Regions from separate parts of the Capra hircus genome. Here region 2 is linked to region 1. A link is a contact called in public Hi-C data. All regions are on one chromosome and are shown on one strand. Each heading gives the region's core, a stretch centred on a gene start, on an enhancer-like site or on the middle of the called end of the contact. The rest is flanking DNA. Distances are from core to core; before and after follow the strand shown.

The links. A called contact is a pair of places that touch in the nucleus more often than the background predicts.
Region 2: a contact with region 1 is called in a Hi-C map of blood, with 2.4 times the contacts expected there. The contact joins the promoter of TEX14 here to the enhancer-like site in region 1. A contact is called at or near these places in 2 of 5 Hi-C or Micro-C datasets (both in blood).

Annotation. Positions count from the first base shown.
Region 1 is chr19:9,191,358-9,195,503 of ARS1.2, reverse strand. TEX14 (inactive serine/threonine-protein kinase TEX14) reads left to right here. Exons shown (of 32, transcript XM_018064130.1): 8 at 788-911; 9 at 2,203-2,381. Among named protein-coding and RNA genes, the nearest start is that of TEX14, 58 kb to the left of the region's middle. Within about 2 kb of position 1,728, at least 3 of the 5 cell types and tissues checked have an H3K27ac peak or open chromatin away from gene starts, as enhancers often do.
Region 2 is chr19:9,248,418-9,252,643 of ARS1.2, reverse strand. It overlaps TEX14 (inactive serine/threonine-protein kinase TEX14), which reads left to right and starts at 1,692. Exons shown (of 32, transcript XM_018064130.1): 1 at 1,692-1,827. The coding sequence starts at 1,692.

The DNA of each region.
Region 1 (4,146 bases), core at 479-2,978:
AGGGCTGCCAAGAAGGAGAAAGAAGCATTCTTGAAAAGCCTGGGTGCTGGGGATGGTGGTAGTGAGAGGCTCAATTCTGTCTGCTAATAGACTCCCTGCATGTCTCTGAGGTCCGGCCTCAGGCCTGGCTGGCTCATCTGCAGCCCTCAAGGCCCACCGTCAGGACCGCGTGTGCTGTCTCTCCTTGGAAGACATGCCCACACGTCTCAGTACCCTAGGTTCCCTGTGGCTCAGGGTCAGTCCTGCGGGTCCTTCATGTCTTGCTGGGGCAGGAGCTTCATCCTCGGCTGCATACCAGTGTGCTGAGGCCTTGGAATAGTCCTGGCTCATCAATTTCACTCAGCTCCTATAAAGCCAAGCGCTTCGTTTTGGGGAAGTCAGCCTGAAGGGACTCAAGGAGGCTGGACAGGCTCGTGACGTGGATTCTGATGTGAGGCTGGGTGGGACGTGTGACCTTGGGCCTGACCTCTCCCTGGCCTTTGCTTCTTGATCTCTATGAGTGTAACTGTAATGGCACCTTTCCTATAGCTAGTTGTTAGGATCAAGGTGATGTATGTCGAGTCCCTTTCTCAGTAGCTGTTAGTGACATTGTCATCGATGACCCTAAGCCTTCAGGTTCTGATCAGTGAAAAGCCGAGAATTCCATCAACAGAGAACTCAACCCCTACCCCATCCCACTTTCTTAGCAAAACATTGTGTGTAAATAGAATTTGTGTGGAATGTGTTCAGGGAGCCCAGAAGAAAGGAAAGCACCCATCGTTTCATCCTGTCCTCTTTGCCTCTGCAGCAAGTTGCGGCACCCCCACCTGCTGCAGCTGATGGCTGTGTGCCTGTCCCCGGACCTGGAGAAGACCCGCCTCGTGTACGAGCGCGTCACGGTGGGCACGCTGTTCAGTGTCCTCCACGAACGGGTGAATGCCTGTTTCCCCGCATTTTCCCCTTGCTGCCTTTCCCCGCCACTCCAGCTCTCCTTTCCCTTTCTCTCTCTTCTTTTACCCCAGGAGCAGAGTTCCCATTTGTGCACGCATAGAAGAGAAATCTCCTAATTCTTTACTCTGAGGGGGGCTGTGTAATGCACCGTTTAAAGCTAATCAGCACATTGGAACTAGTGTGATTTTATTATTGTTAGTCTGGCTTTTTTAATCACACATCTGAGAGCTCAGTAGACCCAGAAAACACACAGCCACACTTGTAGCTCACAGTAACCAAACAGTCTCTGGCCTTGTTTCCTGGCATTTTCCCTTGTGCCCTAACGCAGGGGCCCTCAGCCTCCTAGAGCCTGATGGTCTAAGATGGCGCTGATGTAATAATAATAGAGATAAAGGGCGCAATAAATGTGACGTGCTTGAAGCATCTGGATACTTTACCTCCCCCGCCCCCATTTTGTGGAAAAATTGTCTTCCACAAAACTGGTCCCTGGTGCCAGAAAGGTTGGGGACCGCTGCCCTCTGGGACCTTTATATGCAAGGCCTTGTCTGTCTCTTCCTACTTTTCAGCTTTCCTGGTGGAGGGTATGGGACACACAGACTCCGTGGGAGCTTGCTTTGGCCTGAAATGTGACTTCCAAAAGGTCCTGATAGATTGGTTTTTCTTTCTCCATGGCTTTGTTTTGAAGACCCTAGGCTGGAGTGAGAAAAGAGCCTGCAGGAAGGGCCCTTCCCTGAAACGGCTCACCCCTCCTCCTGCCTGGGTTTCGGGTTTCACCTCTCAGTGTTAGAGTTCCCTTTCCTCTCCTCGGGGGAGGGCGTTGACTTACAATGCCACTTCTGGGGAGAGAAGAGAGCTCCTGTGACTGGGTGTCTTAGTATGAGGGGATTTCTGTCCTCCTGGAGTAAACTTTCTAGGTCCTCTGGCCACAGCAGGGGCTGGATTGTCCTTTGTGTGTCAAGTTCTCCCGCAGCACAGGCTTGGCATTGCCAGTGGCGGTGGGGCCCACACTGGAGGTGCAGACCAGGTTTGAGGACTTTTCTCCTCATTTTTTTGGTAATATCAAGCAGCTTGGCTAAGGGAGAGGAACCCAGGTTTGGAGTCAGGGGCCCTGAGTCAGTGGGACCTCAGGCTGGTCACTTAACCTCATTGAATCTTAGGTTCCCCACCATGACAGCAGGTGGCTGTCATGACACCTGGTGGCTGTCATGAAGGTCAATACAAAAGACTGGAAACTGTGAAGCCCTTTGCAGCATCCTTTGTTCTTGCTTGCAGCGGGCCCAGTTCCCCGTGTTGCACATGGAGGTGATCGTGCACCTGCTGCTCCAGATCTCCGACGCCCTGAGATACCTGCATTCCCGGGGCTTTATCCACCGCTCCCTCAGCTCCTACGCCATCCACATTGTCTCCACAGGGGAAGCGAGGCTGGCCAACCTGGAGTACATGATGGAAAGGTGGGCTCACCTCGATCATGACTTCCAAACAGGGTCTCCCCAGGGTGGGTGCTTTGCTGTAGAGAGAGAATCTGACCTGGGCAGGATCCCTCATTGGTGGGCTGAACTGCCTAATCAATGGAGGAAGAGGTTTCCCAGTGTCTTCCCCTGTCAGCCCAGGTTAGAGGGGCTTTGGGGAAGTTACTTCTGTTCATTATAATGAATATTTGACAGGCATGAGCACATGTTAGCCAGACTGTAAGTTTTCAGAATTTTCTGTGGCTTCACACAGCCCAAGTATTTCTCACTCACCTTGCCATGCAGCGTGTGTGTGTTGGGAAGGGATGGCATTCACCGTGCTCTGCATTCCTCCCTTCCAGGGCTCCACTGGCCCCCAGGCCTCAGCCTCCCACTGTGTCCTCCGCATCGCTGCTCATTGAGAAAGAGCAAGCCTGGAGGGACGCGTGGAGGGGTTTAGGGACTACCGGAAGTAGGTGTATCATTACTTCCCACTTTACAAGGCCCAGCACCCAGTCACCTCTTCCCTGCAGGCAGGCTGGGAAATGCACCACAGCTGTGCATCCTGGAAGATGTGAGAAGGCGGTGGGTGCTGGTGAGCCTTACGATCCTGACCTGAGTAGGTGGGGCTCAGTGCAGGGAGGGAAGTAGTGATGAAAACATCATCTTTACTCGAGGTTTCGGGCATGGGCTTCATTTCGCATTTGGCAGAAGTCAGAGTCCTCCTGAGAGTGGAGGGCTGGCCCCCATCTCCTGCCCCTCAGTTCTGGGGGGCAGAGGATCTACCCTGCGCTTCCTTACCGTCCTCCGCAGCTCTGAGGCCCGGGCCCAGGGCTGCTCGGGTGCAGCCTGAGCCGCGGGCAGACCCCTGGCTGAGACCTGCTCACCTCCGCTGAGCCTGGTCCTCACCCACCACCATCACTGAGGTTTTATTTCTGAGTCTCTGGCAGGTCTTGCGTGCATACCTGCTAAGTCACTTCAGTCATGGCTGACTCTTTGCAATCCCATGGACTGTTGCCTGCCAGGCTCCTCTGTCTATGGGATTTTCCAGGCAAGAATGCTGGAGTGGGTTGCCATGCCCTCCTCCAGGGGATCTTCCCGATCCAGGGATCAAACCCTTATCCCTCATGTCTCCTGCATTGGCAGGCGAGTTCTTTACCACTAGTGCCACCTGGGAAGCCCCTGGCAGGTCTTGCATCTCATAATTTACTTCTTAGAAAAGCTCTATGAGGACAGGGATTTCTGTTTTATCTGCTGCCATATCTCAGATACCTAGAGGCTAGAGCAGGCCTCCACACAGCGGGAGCTCTGCATGCTCTTAATTTTTTTAATTAAAAATTTTTTTAAAAATTTATTTTAAAACAATGTATTTATTTATTTGGCTGTGCCAGGTCTCAGTTGCAGCACACAGGATCTTTAGTCGTGACACGTGGGATCTTTAGCTGCGGCGTGTGGGATCTAGTTCTCTGAGCAGGGATAGAGCCCAGGCTCCCTGCATTAGGAGTGTGGAGTCTTAGCCAGTGGACCACCAGGGAAATTCCTTTTTATTTTAAAAATTCTATTTTATTTATTTACAGATAATTTTGTTTATTTATGTATTTATGGCCATTCCATGCTGTTTGTGGCATCATAGTTCCCTGACCAGGGATTGAAGCCACACCCCCTGCATTGGCAGCGTGGAGTCTTAACCACTGGACCATCAGGGAAGTTCCTCAACATGTTTTTTAAATTGAATGAAGTGGAAAGACTATCAGTTCCCTGGGCCTCG
Region 2 (4,226 bases), core at 443-2,942, 57 kb before region 1:
CCACTTTGTTGCAGTGGGAGGGTTTCTTGTAGAGTGTGGGCTCAGTAGTTGTTGCCCAGGGACCTAGTTGCCCCAAGGCATGTGAAATCGTCCCAGACCAGGGATCCAACCCAGGTTCTGTGCATTGATAGGTGGATTCTTGACCACTGGACCATCAGGGACATTCTAAAATGACTATTATTTAAAGAACAAAACAAGAATTAAGTATTGATGAAGATCTGGAAAAATTGGGACCCTTTTTCACTGCTGGTGGTGATGTGAAATGGTGCAGTTACCATTCTAGTGTGCATAGGTTCTAGTGTGCATAACAGCAGCTAACAACTATAGACAGTTCCTTGGTTCCAGGCAGAGTTCTAAGCACTTTACAGAGTACTCCCATTTATAGATGAGGAAATTGAGGCCCATGAAAGGTTAAATAATTTCTTCAAGGTCACACAGGGAAGTGACACAGCCAGGTTGAGAACTTCAGAGTCTGAACTCTGAACCCAATCCACAGACTGTCTACCCTCTACATAAATGTCTGCATTTGTATACTGTTTGTTCTTTTTTGGACAAGAGTTATTGTGGTGCAGAATTTTTAAAATATTTATTTGTATTTATTTTGGCTGCACTGGGTCTTATTTGCAACATGCGGGATCTTCTGGTCTTGGCATGTGAGATCTAGTTCTCCTACCAGGGATTAAACCTGGGCACCCTGCATTGGGAGTGCCAAGTCTTAGCCACTTGACCCCCAAAGAAGTCCCCTAACTTTTCAAAGTGAATGCCCTCCTGGGAATTCCCTGGTAGTTCAGCAGTTAGGACTTCGCACTTTCACTGCCAAGAGTTCGAGTTCAATCCGTGGTCCAGGAAATAGGATCCCATAAGCCTCAAGGCCAAAACAAAACACAAACTCACAAGTTAATACTCTCCTAATGGTCTTGATGATGCAATAAATGTGTATTTCTAATTCTACTTCTTGGTATCATCACTTTTTCACTCCCTGCTGCTGCTGCTAAGTCGCTTCACGCGTGTCTGACTCTGTGTGACCCCATAGACTGCAGCCCACCAGGCTCCCCCATCCCTGGGATTCTCAAGGCAAGAACACTGCAGTAGGTTGCCATTGCCTTCTCCATTTTCACTCCCAGGAATTGACAAAAATATTGAGTTCTTCAATGTCAACAGTAACATTGAGAATAAAATTTAATCTTTTAGAATTTATTTTAATTTATTTAATTTTGGCCATGCCTCATGGCACCCCACTCCAGTACTCTTGCCTGGAAAATCTCATGGACAGAGGAGCCTGTAGGCTGCAGTCCATGGGGTCACTGAGAGTCAGACATGACTGAGCAACTTCACTTTGACTTTTCACTTTCATGCATCGGAGAAGGAAATGGCAATCCACTCCAGTGTTCTTGCCTAGAGAATCCCAGAGATGGGGGAGCCTGGTGGGCTGCCGTCTTTGGGGTCACACAGAGTCGGACACGACTGAAGTGACTTAGCAGCAGCAGCAGCAAGGTATGCAGGATTTTAGTTCCCCGACCAGAGATCAAACCCAGATCCCCCGCTTCAGGAGCTCGGGGTCTTTGTCCCCCAATCCTATTCATTATAAATGAAAATGGACAAGAAGTGAAAGAAATGTGAAAGAATTGAACGTTTTTCCTTGCATTTCTGGTTCAGTTAGAAATAAGTATGTTGCTTTCTTTTGAAACAGGATGTCTCGGGCTGTTCACCTTCCAGTCCCCTGTCCTGTTCAGCTTGGTTCCTTAAGAAATGACTCCTTGGAAGCACAGCTTCATGAGTATGTCAAACAGGGGAACTATGTGAAAGTGAAGAAGATTCTTAAGAAAGGTAGGCATCATATTAAAATAGCACATGCAACTTGATTCACATTACTGAATAGCATTGGAAGGAAAACCAGGTACATCATAAGACTATGAATTCTTGGGGGAATTGGAAGTTAAATTTAGAGATGAGCTGTTCTCTACCAGTGCAGTTGGCTTGCTCAACAGAGGTCGTAAATCGCTGGAGGCTGTTATGTTATGTTTTGTTTTGTGCTAAGAAACCATGAAGTCTTCCGTTCTTTAGGCCCCTAAAGGTTTCACCTCAGGCCCCAGCCACCCACTTTAGATTCTGCCGGTTTCTCTTTTCTCCTTCAAATCTACCCCATCTACTGAGTCTTCTGAGGTTTGTGGTGGAGTGAGAAGGCCAGTTTTCATGGCTCTCTTCTTCCTTGCTCCTTACACAGGCACTTGATATTTTGTTTTCAAGGTGTTTCTGTTTATTTTGTTTTATAATCGGTGTATAATGGCTTTACAGTGTTGTGTTAGTTTCTGCTGTGTACAACAATGTGAATCAGCTATGAGTAAACATATATTCCTTCCCTCTTGAGCCTCCTTCCCACCCCAACCCCCTCCTACGTCTCTAGGTCATCACAGCGCGAGGAGCTGAGCTCCCTGTGTTGCAGAGCTGTTCTCCCACTAGGTATTTTATGCATGGTAGTGTATATATGTGGAGAAGGCAGTGGCACCCCACTCCAGTACGCTCGCCTGGAAAATCTCATGGACGGAGGAGCCTGGAAGGCTGTAGTCCTTGGGGTCACTGAGGGTCGGACACGACTGAGCGACTTCCCTTTCACTTTTCACTTTCATGCATTGGAGAAGGAAATGGCAACCCACTCCAGTGTTCTTGCCTGGAGAATCCCAGGGACGGGGGAGCCTGGTGGGCTGCTGTCTATGGGGTCGCACAGAGTCGGACACGACTGAAGCGACTTAGCAGCAGCAGCAGCAGCAGCAGCAGTGTATATATGTGTCCATGCTGCTCAATTCATTTCACCCTCTCTTTCCCCTGGTTTGTCCAAAAGTTTGTTCTCTGCTTCTTCATCTGAGTTCCTGCCAGCAAATAGGCTCATCTGTGCCATTTTTCCAGATTCCATATGGATATATATATATGCGCTTGATTTTTTCTTTCTGATTTGCATCACTCTGTATGACAGACTCTAGGTCCATCCATGCCACTACAAATGACCCAGTTATTTTCAAGGTGTTTTGTTTTTGTTTTGCTGTTGGGCAGACAGAAACAACAAACATAGCTCAGGCAATCTTCGAAAGAACAAACACACAGAAAATCATACTCAGACGAAAACTCTGTTGGTATTTGCTCCTGATCTAGAGATCCAGACCTGCTTTTTCAAGAGTAACCAGAAGTAACCAGTATTAAAAAGAAGGCTTAGAAAGTTTCTCTCAGCTGGTTTATGGAGCAGTCAAGGTGACCTAATTTTTCTACAGTGTTTCTCCTTTTGCCTCAACAGTATTCCTGACAACTTCCAGAAGGGTAGCACCCATTTTTTAAGGACTCAACTATCTCCAAAATACTTCTCTCAAAAAATTCTCAAGTGTTTCCATGTACCATCCCTAGAATCTGTAGATAAAGTGGCTGGTGGTAAACTAAATTTATTTAAAAGCTTCTGTTTTTTACCCCCTCCAAAATTGTTCATTTTACTTCATGACAGATCTGTGTGTGTTTTAATATGAAAATTGATGTTCAAGATGGGCATGCTATGACTTCTAGTGTCTGTCTATCCATATCCTCCAACATGAGAAGCAGAGTTCTGTGACATTTTTTAATCTGTCTCCTAGACATCTCCTGAGTGTTCTGTATCTTCATATTCTTTTTTTTTTAAACTTTTTTTTTTTTGGAGGTATAGTTAATGTGGGTTTCCCAGGTAGCACTAATGGTAGAGAACCTGCCTAACAATGCAGGACATGTAAGAGATCCACATCTCTTTGGTCCCTGGGTCGGGAAGATGCCCTGGAGGAGGGCACGGCAACCCACTCCAGTGTTCTTGCCTGGAGAATCCCCATGGACAGAGGAACCTGGTGGGCTACAGTCCATAGGGTCACAGAGTCGGACACAATCAAAGTGACTTAGCACGCATAGTTAATGTACAGTCTGTAAGTTTCAAGTGTACAACATAGTGATTTACAATTTTTAAATGTTATACTCTACTCCAGTTATAGTTACCATAAGCTATTGGCTATATTCCCTGTGTTGTATAACATATCCTTGTAGCTTATTTATTTTATCCATGTAGTTTGTACCTCTTAATTCCCTCCCCCATTCTACCCCTCCCCCTTCCCTCTCCTCACCAGTAACCACTAGTTTGTTCTCTGTGAGTCTCTGTGAGTCTCTGTCAGATTTACTTGTTTGTTTTTTAGCTTCCACATATAAGTGATATCATACTTGTCTTT